2 separate regions of the Mus musculus genome follow, and region 1 is linked to region 2. A link is a contact called in public Hi-C data. All regions are on one chromosome and are shown on one strand. The core of a region is the stretch at or near the end of the contact, and the rest is flanking DNA. Distances in the headings are between cores, read along the strand shown.

What was found. A called contact is a pair of places that touch in the nucleus more often than the background predicts.
Region 1: a Hi-C map of cortical neurons shows a contact between it and region 2, with 2.3 times the contacts expected there. The contact joins two enhancer-like sites. A contact is called at or near these places in 1 of 39 promoter capture datasets (hippocampal neurons), 1 of 484 Hi-C or Micro-C datasets (cortical neurons) and 2 of 115 datasets of contacts at active chromatin or transcription factors (astrocytes and embryonic forebrain).

What each region holds. Positions count from the first base shown.
Region 1 is chr12:51,271,774-51,277,889 of GRCm38.p6, forward strand. No RefSeq gene overlaps it. Among named protein-coding and RNA genes, the nearest start is that of G2e3, 73 kb to the right of the region's middle. Within about 2 kb of position 4,233, at least 5 of the 459 cell types and tissues checked have an H3K27ac peak or open chromatin away from gene starts, as enhancers often do. A contact at or near this core is called in cortical neurons and hippocampal neurons, where this site is marked.
Region 2 is chr12:50,110,845-50,116,909 of GRCm38.p6, forward strand. It overlaps Gm40419 (a long non-coding RNA gene), which reads right to left. Exons shown (of 3, transcript XR_872736.2): 2 at 1,437-1,519. Among named protein-coding and RNA genes, the nearest start is that of Gm40418, 6.4 kb to the right of the region's middle. Within about 2 kb of position 1,282, at least 27 of the 459 cell types and tissues checked have an H3K27ac peak or open chromatin away from gene starts, as enhancers often do. A contact at or near this core is called in cortical neurons and hippocampal neurons, where this site is marked.

The sequences.
Region 1 (6,116 bases), core at 2,983-5,482, 1.2 Mb after region 2:
TGAAACATATACACTGAACTCCCCCTCCTGAAACTCAGGGATTGCTGTAGAAGAGAGGGCAGAGTGAATGCAAGAGCCAGAAGTGGTGGATCACTACAAGAAAATACAAATGCAGCAAGGTAGCTGTGTTTATGAACTCACAATGGTTGGGACAGCATGCCCAAGACCTGTGCAGGTCCAAGACAGACCAAATTCTATCTTGGAGAGTTGGACAGGAGAGTTGGGCACAACACCACATACCTAGCTGGAGAGGGATTGTTAATTGTTACCTGCTAGAAGAGGAAGAGTCAGTGTTCTCTAAAAGCATTAACTTTCAGAAATTAACCATGATCTGCTGAAGGCTGATGGGGTGATATAATTAAAAGGGCACAAAGTTTCATGGATAAGGGAAGTGGGGTGGACCTTAGAAGACTTGGAGAGAGGGTGAAAATTATCAAAGTATGTTGTATAAAATTCTCAATGAAGTAATTAAAATATCTTTAAAGACAAAAAAAAATTCCTCCACCCCTGATATCTCATCTCTTTGGACTCATGAGAAAATGACTGGTTCTTCTCTTACCATGTGACACTATTCCTAGGATAACGTAAATAGATGTCTGCTTATCCTCGACAGGGGATTGGCAGCAAATGCTACTAACTCGTTCAACTTGAAAACCAATGTTGGAGCTGGGCGTGGTGGCACACGCCTTTAATCCCAGCACCCAGGAGGCAGAAGCAGGCAGATTTCTGAGTTCGAGGCCAGCCTGGTCTACAAAGTGAGTTCCAGGACAGCCAGGGCTACACAGAGAAACCCTGTCTCAAAAAAAAAAAAAAGAAAGGAAGGAAGGAAGGAAGGAAGGAAGGAAGGAAGAAAACCAGTGTTGGGTTTACTTATAGAAGTATGGGTGAGGGGTTACTTGAGGGACAGAAATTACTAAAAGGGAGCTCCATCACAAAAGCCTATATAGGCATGGATGACAACTCACGTAAGCTGTAACCCTGGAAGTCATTGTACACCGTGAGTTTCTGGAACACCCTGAAGGTAGCACAACAGGTTAGAGGATGCCTCTTCTAGACAAGCACCTCAGCTTGTCTGATCATCTCTCAGCAGTGCTTACTGCTTCTACATACTTGGGGAGGGAAGGGCCTAGTGAATCTGGTCAGTTTCAGGCACTTCCTAATGCTTTGCAGTTGTCTACTCCCTAAGCTTAAAGAGTTTCCCTACAGGATGGAGTGTTTTACTTCCCTTGAGAGCATCCTGTCTATCTATGTAACAGATTCCTAGCAAGATAGAAGGTTGTCTCTTGATTTAAAAGAAGTTGCTATGCCAATGTCCTCCAGAACCCAGGGAGTGTAAAATCACTTCCACCTTGCCACACTTCAACAAAAATCTGTCAAGTTATTCAGAATCTCCCCTGCCATTGGTGTCTCCTCTGGATAATTTTCCCTCCACTAACCCCACCCCCCTCCCTTGGCTATAAATCTCCATTTCTCCATGCTGTATTGGGAATGGAGCCCATGTCTATTCTGAAGTCTCTTCTCACTGCAATATTTCCTGCATATAATATCAATCTGTTTTTACCACATTACTGTCCAGCTCCAGGCTTTTCTTTAATTGTATGTAATTTTGTGATAATAAATTGATAGCGAAAAGAAATAAACATTTGCTTCAACCTGGAAAGTTTTTATTTAAAGTGCTTACATATATTGAAAAATCAGACTGGTGTCTTTAAAGCTCCAAGTTCTCTGTTTATCTGTAAAATGTGTGTATGATCGCCACCAAAAAATTCTACGCTTCCTTTAGATGTGAACCTCTGTCTGCTGCTCTTAAAAGTGAGACAAGGGTTCAGATTCCAGGTCCATTCCGTTCTTGGCTCTGCTGCTCAGACTGCCAATTAGAGCATTTTGCAATAGAGACATCTGTCCACTGGACTGAGACCAGCTCATTTCACCAAGCAGTTGTCAAAAGATACTGACTTTCTGTCGCAACCTGCCTTGGATTCTAGCTCGTGCCCTCTGAGGTTATAGGGCTTCCTCTTCTATCACTAAATCCTTCAAATGGCCAGAAGTTAGGCAAACTCATTTTCAAAACTAACTAATTACAAAATCAAAAAGTCATCCTGTGTCCTTTGGTTTATGGAACTTTTGCTGGTGCTTACATTTATCGTTTACCAAAAAAAAAAAAAAAAAAAAAAAAATCACTTAAGCCCACTTTTATTCTTCGAATCTGTGAGAATTTGAATTGTCTTAAGAGAAATGTATGTATGTAGTAAACGTGGCTTGAATGGATTTCCCTTGAGCTACTGTTATCTGTTAGGCTGGGAGCTAATGATGCCAGCTTCAATTTCCTGAAGGTATCTGCTGAGTACCTGAGAAATGTTCTCTATGCAATATAACTAACTTGTCTTTTCAAGGTAAGAAGTTCTATAAAGAGAAAGGTAACATTTGAAGTTACATTAGTCTGAATGTAGTTTAGATTTTCAGCTACATAGAGTTGCTTTGAAAGATGAAAATAGCTTTATTGTTACATTTTTTGTAGTGGGTGTGTGAGGTGATTAGCTTCCAGGTAAAGATTATGTAACTGTATTGATCGGGGCACCGGGGTCTCGCACTCTTAATGAATCATGCCAACTGGCAAGAAGAGCTATAAAAGTCCACCTGCTTCTCGTCTCTCTCCTGAGCTTACATTTATAAAGGAGAGAAGCCTTGCTCGCAAGTTAGGAGAGACAATGGTGAGAGAGGCTTCAATGCTTCCAGATCATGGGTATAAACAAAACAAGGTGCTGTGTCTGTCCCTTGTGGTATAATTTTAAAATTAATTAGGTGATGATAAAACTATTCAGCTGAAATGATGGCAGAGCCATGAGACACACAACACAAGCGTCTGTCAGAGAAACCTGCCGTTCAGACAAAGCTCCAAACTTTATCAAGCTGAGTGCAGACAGCAGCTAACCACACTCCAGGTTCCGCTTGCCCCTATTTTACCTTTCTAGGATGCAGGTAGGTGTTTAATAAATCCCACTACTCCTTTGGACAGGAGGAAACAAAACAAAATATAAAGGTCTTCTCCTCATTCCGTATACCTGGGCAATTAAAATTTCTTCTTTCACAGCCAATGGCCCCTGTAGCTGAAGCCTGTTAAAAGTACAAAATTTTTAAGATGTGGGGAATATTTGTGCCAGGGACAATGCTTGACCAAACATAATTAGCCGAATTTAGATAAACTCTCAACCTGGCTTTCTTTAACTTGAATAGAAAAACATCACACACTTCATTGAACATGAATGGATTTGAAAATGAACATTTGGATTATCTGTAAGAATATCTTCCCAGAATAATAGGCCCAAGATTTTTCGATATGCAGCCTAGAGTTCTTTGTTGACCCAAAGAATGCATCGGCCTTCTGTTTTCTCTGTCTACTCCTATTTGCTGATTTTTGTTAATATTTATAATAACAGAAATAGTAGGTGAGGGAAAGCAAGAGAATAACAGATCCATTGAAGTCTTTACTCTTTGTTTTTTTTCCAGTGCTTCTCATGAATTTTCTTGGGGATAATTAGAGATAAATGGTATGGTATTATGTTTGCTCAGATAGCAATACAAAAATGCCTATTTCCGTCATTTTCAGTAATAGACTTTCAAGCTATATTTTCCTCAAACTTGATCCTCATTATTCCAGTAATATTTAAGCTATTAATTTCTCCAGAGAGTGCTTTTTGAAAATGGTAAATTATAAGACAAATCCTAAAATTACATTTTCTTTAATTTACAGTATTGTTCAAGCTGTACCGTTAGCATAAATGAATAGTCTGAGCTGCAGTCTGCAATAAAGCCTTGAGCATTAAACAGTTGGCTTGGAGACAGAAACATTAAGAATATGATTGAATTTTTTTTTTACAGAAGATGAAATAACAGCGTGCGCAAAGGCTCATTTATGATAATTCTAACATTTCTGCTACAGTTATAGAAACGTAACAACATTTACCAAAGAGAAAGGAAGAAAAGAAAGAAAGCGAGAGAGGTGAAGGGCTTTACTTTCTAACCGACTGCAACGATATCCACTTTGCCCTTCGTGAAGCGATATTCGCAGTTACATGTGTTCTCCTTCTTTTGAGTTTCAAGTTTACCCTTTGGAAAAAAAATACAAAAGCAGGGCTTTTCAAAACAGAAGTCAGTGAAAGCAAATGTGTTGGTACTTGATGTTTAAAGCGCAGGCATGGTATAAACATGTAGGGGTGGAAATGGAGTCAGTCAAGCTGCTTGCGACTGGGGAAGACAATGGACTCTATAAGGGGCTATAAAACATCAGCATGCTGACTTATTTCATCACGAAGAGATGCTAATTATGCTAATGTACAATATAGAAGTTTGCCCTGAGTTTAAGGGTATATTTATGTCATTTATTTATTATGCTTCATTACACACTAGTTATAGCCGCTTTCCTTTTGGTTTACCTTTTCCAAGGATGGGAATTTTGAAATAAATATAGGGACTACCTTTCTATACGACTCTGAAGACCACTCTCCTTGAAGACATGGACAATCTGGTTGGTGCATTGCTAACAATAACCAGGGCTAGGCAAGAAAAGGAAACGCTTTAAATTCTCCCAGACTAAAATCACTACCGCCATCTAGTGGTAACTGACTGTGAGTCTCCCAAATTCCAGAACACATCAACAATTTTTTTTTAATGCCATTTTGTTTTTTAAATTCGTGCTTATGTCAGAGAGTTGCGCTTTATAGGGAATTTGGCGAATTGTTGTTAGTTTTCTGGAAGACGACACTACAGTCTGAAGAAACGTGGTGTCGTGAGCTGCAGAGTTTCATTCCTAAAGCCAATGGCATTAAAATGACAGGGCTGCCATGTAGGTAGGGCGACTTGACACCCGTGGGCAGAACACTTACTAATCACCACTGAGTGATAAAAGCCCTTCCAGGGTTCAGGACAGTGCCTGGAAAACAGCCCGCTGGCATGAGAGCAGGTGGGGGTAACCACAGCATCAGAAACTAAGGTGTTTTTAAAGACTTCCATGAGCAGGAGATCGGCCTTTTGCCCGGAGGGAAAGAATGTTAACAGGGGAATCTCACCAAGAAGAATCCCAATGGACAGGCCATGTTAAATTCACCCCAGTTTACTGCAATGAGATTATATGTCCCTTTTTGTCTCATCGCAACTGTCCGCTTCTCGGTTAACCGACATGTAAAAATTCAGTTTTGCCTGTTTCGATGCAGAATCTTGATCTTCTTGCCTCTACCTCCCAAGTCCCAGGATTCCAGGCATTCACTGCCATGGCTGGCTTTGGAGAGATGGTGTGCCGTTCAGGGTGTGAGGCTGTCACTGTCAAGGGGAGGAAAGATGTTAATACATGCTCTCCCTTACAGCATATGCAACACACACACAACTCAGATGAAAATTTTCTTCAGTGAGCGTGGGCTGGGGAGGACTTCAAAAGACAGACAAAACTTAAATCGTCTTGAAAGAGAGAAAATGAATGATACAACCAGAGAAGACCAAGAAAGGTGTGCCCGGCAGTGAAAGTCAGAAGCCTGGAAGACAAGGTGTAGCCCTGCATGTTTGGAGGATCACAGACAACTTCGTCCCTGCAAAAGTTTCTCTTATACACATGTGGCCAAGAAGGTGGGGGAGAGTGGGAATGTGTGGAAATGGATATAGGGGTAGCTATTAGGATGGTCTTACATGCCAAGATTAAAAAAAATGCTTCACTATATCCGTGGTCTATGCACAGCTTACCATGGCATTATTGTGTCCAAGAAACACAGGACATTGTGCTCTGACATAAGCACACATCACTATTGTCTTTAGACTTGGGGGGGCGGGGATTGTCACTGTTCTCTTAGCAGGTGGAGAATAAAGGGGTTGAGGGACACAATGGCATGCGGAGCCTTGGAAAGGCCCCTCTGTCACTGATGTAAAGGACAGTGGGATAGGAGCAGAGTATATTCCTTGTTGGCTGGGATATTTTCCTTGTACAACTAACACACATAAGTCTGCCATCCTGGTCACCTGTGCTTTGTTCTTCCTCCCCTCCCCCTCCCTCCTCTCCCCTCCCCTTCCTTCTCCTTCTCTCTCCTTCCCGCTTCTCCCTGAGTACTGAGTACTTAGTACTTCCCTGTGAA
Region 2 (6,065 bases), core at 32-2,531:
TAAATATAAAAATGACTAAATTATATATTTTTATTTTAAAATATCCATTAGTACTATTAGCCTCATTGTTATTTAAGCCTTGACTGCTTTTATCATTTCCTAAAAGTTTCATAGGGCACAAGAAGGAATAAGATCTTGGAAATCCATTGTAAGGCACTTATAACCACTTACGCATTGGTTACCGAAAGTGTTTCATAGAACAAATAATAAATAACGTTATTTGCTTCTGGCAGAGTGGGTTCATGATTCCATAATGTCTGGGGAATGAAGGACGTTCTTGTCCATATGATGGAGGCAGCAATACTACAATTGTCTGATGTCACCCTTAAATAATACATTCAAAACACACACACATACACACACACACACACACACACACACACACACACACACACATACACATACAAACATACACACACATTTTGGGTTTATACTAATTTTTTCTCTAGCGAGTTTTGATTGTGAAGAAAATCAAGCTAAGCTAGCTTTGAGCAAGATTTTTATGAGTGTTTGGTTCTGTATAGAGTTCACAAAAGGCCCAATCTTTGTGCCTACCACTTTATTTCATTACGGTGGCATTAATTACTAAGCAAGATGCCAAGTAATTGGCAAGGGAATGCTCCGTGCTTATTTATCTGGTACCTTTATCCTATGCTCCTGGCTTCTCTCCTTTACTGCACTTTTACAATAGATTACCAGGATAGGAACATAAAGAGCACAGAGTCTTTCCTTTGCACTTTTATAACTCAACTTACCTTGAATTCTTTGCCTAATTTCAAACCATACCAATCAGAAAGGATTTGCACTAAACTAACATGTTAGTCACCACCACATATACAAGGATCTAAAGTCTAAAACAAGAAAAGACTACAGACTTCTAAAAGCAAGTTATTTACCTCGCCAAACATTCCCAATTCATTCTTGTACCTATGGATTCATTACTTCTTGGAAGCTCTGTGGGAGCCTGCCATAAAGACCGAACACATCAAGCAAACATCCTGAAGTCTCAACACTAGGGGCATCTCAAAAAACATACCAGGATGTATTTTTCTCAATTTCTTTTTATTTGCCCCCAGCTATTATCAATTGCTACGGTTTTATCTCTATGTTGATCATGACAAAAGATATGTTTTTCATAAAATAACACATTTGGACATAATAACGAGAACCTTGGTTTCTATCTTCACGTTGCGGAATAGCACGACTCGTGCTGTATAGTCGCAGTTGGCTGTCCAAGGACCCTGATGCCAAATTGCTGAGGATATTCTTGTCGCTATGACAAATTGCTTGCTGGTGGGCTGTGCAGAGTGTTGTTCTGGCAGCATCGGAGTTGTCTACGTGTCTGTCACTTGGTTAGGCTGCTTCAATCTTAGGTGATTCCACCCCACTCCCCACCCCCTTTCCGGTTTCCTCAATACATTTTTTTTCAAACTTACCTTTGCTTCTCAGTGAATGGGGACTTTAACAGTCACTCGTAATGAGCCTATAGAAATGCCTTCCAAGCTCTCGGCACAGGTATCTGTAGGGTGAGAGAAGGATTTTTTTCACAGTACCATGCTTGTTTTCCATACAAACCTACAGGCTGCCATTACAGCCACCCACATTCCGGTTGGCAACACACTCATGCTCTGAGAGCTTTAATGAATCCAGACAAAATTGAACAGCACTTCTGACACGCCGGAAAACGGTGCATTTTAATGATATGTTGCAGGGTGATTTATTTCTTTAATCTGTAAAATATTAATGGGCAATATTTTTATTAACAGTTCGTTAAAAAAAGATTACCCTGCATTTTATCTGATTTTTTTGAAAACTAAAGATATTGCTTTGCAAACTTCTTATATGAAGTGTTCCTTACTAAGAGGACTTTAAAAAAATTACATAAAAAATGTAAATAAGTAGGCAATAGTCAGTAAACAAATTGGCCTGGAAACCACCTAAAGGCAATCCCAGTCATGTCTGTTGACTACCTAGGAAAGCATATAATTTAATGCTTCCAGATAATTTGAGGACAAAAATCTAACCAACTGACAGTTTTAGATAAATAATAAACAGTACTCCTATTTCATTACCGAGTTTTTAATTAAGTACAAATGTAAAGAGCTCTTAAGAACCATAAGGGATTGAGTATTTTTAAATTGTTTTCAAAAACTAAAAAGGACATGGCAAAAACGTTTTTGGTTTTTTTTTGGTTTTTTTTTTTTTAAAGCAGATATTTTTCTTAGTCCACAGAATGATAGTGAGGCTTCTCTCTGAGACATATTCTATAGTGTTGGTTTGTTATTTAAGAGTCTAGCATGTGTAAAAAAAAAACAGCTAATGGAGCTTTTCACAAAAGATAATATACATTGGAATAAAAGGAAATGAACAGGCTTTTAATCTTATGTGGAAAAATGTTTGTTTTTACTGCTTTTGAATATAAATGTACTCATTGCTCTTCTTGTTCAAACTGTAGCCCTGAATTAAGTGGACTTTAAAGCTCTTCTAAATACATTAAAGATATGAGATTTGTTTTCAAAGAACTATATTTATATTTCCGAATGTGGGGAGGCGGGAGGTGCTGGGATGTGGAGAGAATAAAAGCTATTTTAACAGCTCAACTCTCAGGGATAGAGGTGAAAATTTCAGGACAAGGTGAAGCTTGAATTATTTTTTTTTCATGCCTATTGATAGAATTTGTCAACTCTCTGGACTGCATGGGTATTTCCAAAGTGAAATGTATCAAATTATCTTTCCCTGATGTGTTTGTATTTAGCTATACTCTCTGAAGCTCTAGCAGCACACATTTCTGACACTTAGTAGCATCCAGTGTGAGGCTATTGATCCTAAAATTGCTAGGATTTTCTTAGAAGGCTGGTTGTTGGTTCTGGGCTGTTGTCACTGAAGTGGTTAAAGCTTTGTTTGTTTGTTTTGTCCTGAATGGCTCTTAATGGATTAAGCTTTAGGCTTTCACCAAAGCAGTAACTGATTGTTAAAGTAGCAAGGAGTAAACTAACCACAGGGTGTGGTGTGTGTGTGTGTGTGTGTGTGTGTGTGTGTGTGTGTGTGTGTGTGTGTTGCCAAGGTAAAATCAATTACTAACGCTTATGCTCTGAAACCAAGCTAGTACAATATGTGTTAAATAAGATATGTCTTATTACACATCTTTAACAAGTCTCTCTCTCTAACTGGCAAGAAATTATGCTAACCTGAAATCTCAACAAATTAACTCTACTTACTCAAGACTAATTGAATTGAGTTGACTATATCTGTAGCTACTGAAATAGATAATAGTACCTGTAGTTGCAAGATCACAAAGTACTATGAAAATAATGTGTCATTATGTTTTGAATGTAGAAATGCTTTTCATAATTTATCAACAATACTCAAATAGTGATTCTAATCCATTTAAACCTTCAAGGCTACCACTGGAATATTAAGTTATATATATATATATATATATATATATATATATATATATACATATATATATATACACATATATATATATATATATAAATATATAATGCCTTCATAATATTGTGCTGTGGTTTTGGACTCTCATAATTAGGTTTTGGCTTAAGTGGTATTAAATAAGGGATTAATGAGTTGACGAGTAAAGAAACACTCATATCTGGAGAAGCAGATGGAAATGCATTAATTTATGGTACTGTTTTATACAGTGCAGTGCCAGCTCTTCTATAGGAAGGACTTATTAATGTCTTGATATCAATATATAATGACTTTAAAATCTATGTCCTCAAATCACAAAGTGGTGTCCCTCTGGACAACTTCAGGAATGTATGTGTGATAAAAATGCTGCAGACTATGGTGTTCTTTCTAGATTTGTAAATGATTCCCAAGACTGCCTTTTGAGTACCCTCTGCCCATTGGTCACAGATGGTGCCTATCTCTGCCTAACTGACTTTTGATATTCTATACAAAGTGTGCAAGCCTCCTCTCCAATAAGCAAATCATGAACCTGAAAAGAAATATATTGAATAAAATACATATGACCTCTACCTCAGTTTCAAATAAGCCCAGGATCTATTCATTAAAAAACCCTGGGGTTTGGAAATTTTCAACATAGTTTTTCTATAGAGATGTACATAGCTCCTGTACATAGCTCCTCCTCTAAATACATAATGGAATATAGGAGTTTTGTAAGTAAATCATATTGAGGTTTAGTACTATAAACATGTCAATTAAGAGCCCTCCATTATGTCTCTGAACTAATTGTGAACATGAATACTCCATTACATATTTGCATGTTTAAATAATAAGCATTTTGCTTTGCTTCTCAGGATATTAGTTCAATTCACTAAATTTCCTATGGAAAAAGATTAGCAAAATGTTCTCTTTTTCATAAGTGTTGCCCACAAAGCTATGAAACCTTGCAGTAACTTTCTAATTTCCATCTCATACTTATAATAAGTTCAGTAAATTGAAATGGATGAAGGGCTGTATTAAAGTCAATATGTAAGCTTCAAAAGAGGGTACATTTAAGATATAGAAAGAATGATCAATTCCACTGCAGGCCAGCAAAGTCCTTGTAATTTTCCAAATTCAATTCACCATCCTGATAATTGTGACGACAGAACTAGCTGCCACTATAAAACCAGAGCCTAGCATGAAGAGAAGGGCTTTTAATGAACATACTAAAAAGACGGCAATTTTTCTCCTTGCGTGTAATATTCTAAAATTAAGGTGGGGAAAATCCTTACAAAACCTAGATGAATACTCTTAGTGAATGACTAATTTGGTAATTGTGTGATACCCCAAAAGCAAATGTAGTACACACACACACACACACACACACACATTGCACATTTAAAAATCCATGCTAATTTATCATACTCCTTTTTCTGAGTCACTGTACCCTAATAAAAAGGATAGGGGGAGGTTTTAAAGAAAAGACTTCCACCCTCCACCCCTACCCACCCCCACCCCAACCCTTCCATTTTTCAGATCTGAAATCCTTCTAACTGACCTATTGCACACACACACCCCCCACCAACACCTTATGGAAAACAAAACAGACAAGCTGTGTATACAGAGGCTCTGGGCTTCTCTTTGGTTATAAGTATTTTTCTATCTTTTTCCAGTCCTTGATCATTTCACCTCCCATACCCTCAGTCTTATCTTGCAGCTCACAGGCCACTATTGCACCTCCTTCTGAGTGTGTTAAAGCCCTGCACTTCTATGGCCCCTTTGTGCTGGAGTGTGGGGGAGGGGCTGTGAGGGAAGCACATGGCCTGTGATGGTCCCTAATCTTCCCTGTTTACACACCACCTGTGAAAGAGGAGGAAACTTTCCAGGGTTTGAATGAAAAGCTTTGGCCTCTCCTATAGACTGGGATGCACCAGGCGGAAATACTGTTTGTTAGCCCAGCTGAACTTTTGAAAGATCACACACGACAGAGTAGCTATAGGCCATACCAGATCAAACAAGGAAGAATTCAATAAATGAGATGAACTCTGCTGGCCCTCAGACCTCCAAGAGGCCAAGGTTATGAGAGCCTTGTAAATAACTGGATTATGAAGATTTTTAGCATACTAGAATGAAAGAGAGTAGGTGCCACATTGGCAACCTTCCACTGTAGGACCGAGCTGTTTACTTTTCTGATAGAGTATGATTACCAAGATTTGATTCCAATGGTATTTGAACCTCAGATATGACATTAGAAGGATGTCTTTTAAAAATATGGTTCTGTCGGTTTTCTTTTGATTCTTATTCAGATTAGAGAGAGTAACTAAATTGGAAAATAAACCTTAGAGAACTGAGATTAAAAACAGTAGTGTGGTCCCAAACCAACATACTGGTCAATCTTTCTTTGTGTGGAAGACTTGGGTACATAAAGGTTTATTGATTCTCAGATAAGAGAATGATCTACATATATCAATAAGCTTCATTGCCTTTAAATTGTCCTTTGCCATAAGAGTTTTCTTCACTATTTTGAACTATGAAACACTGTGAAATAAATATGACAGTGTTTATCTTTGTGGTATTTTAATATTTCACTTTCCTAATCTTCTACATTTTCATTTAAAATATTTACCTCCCTCTAAGATGTTGTCAGGGCTTTC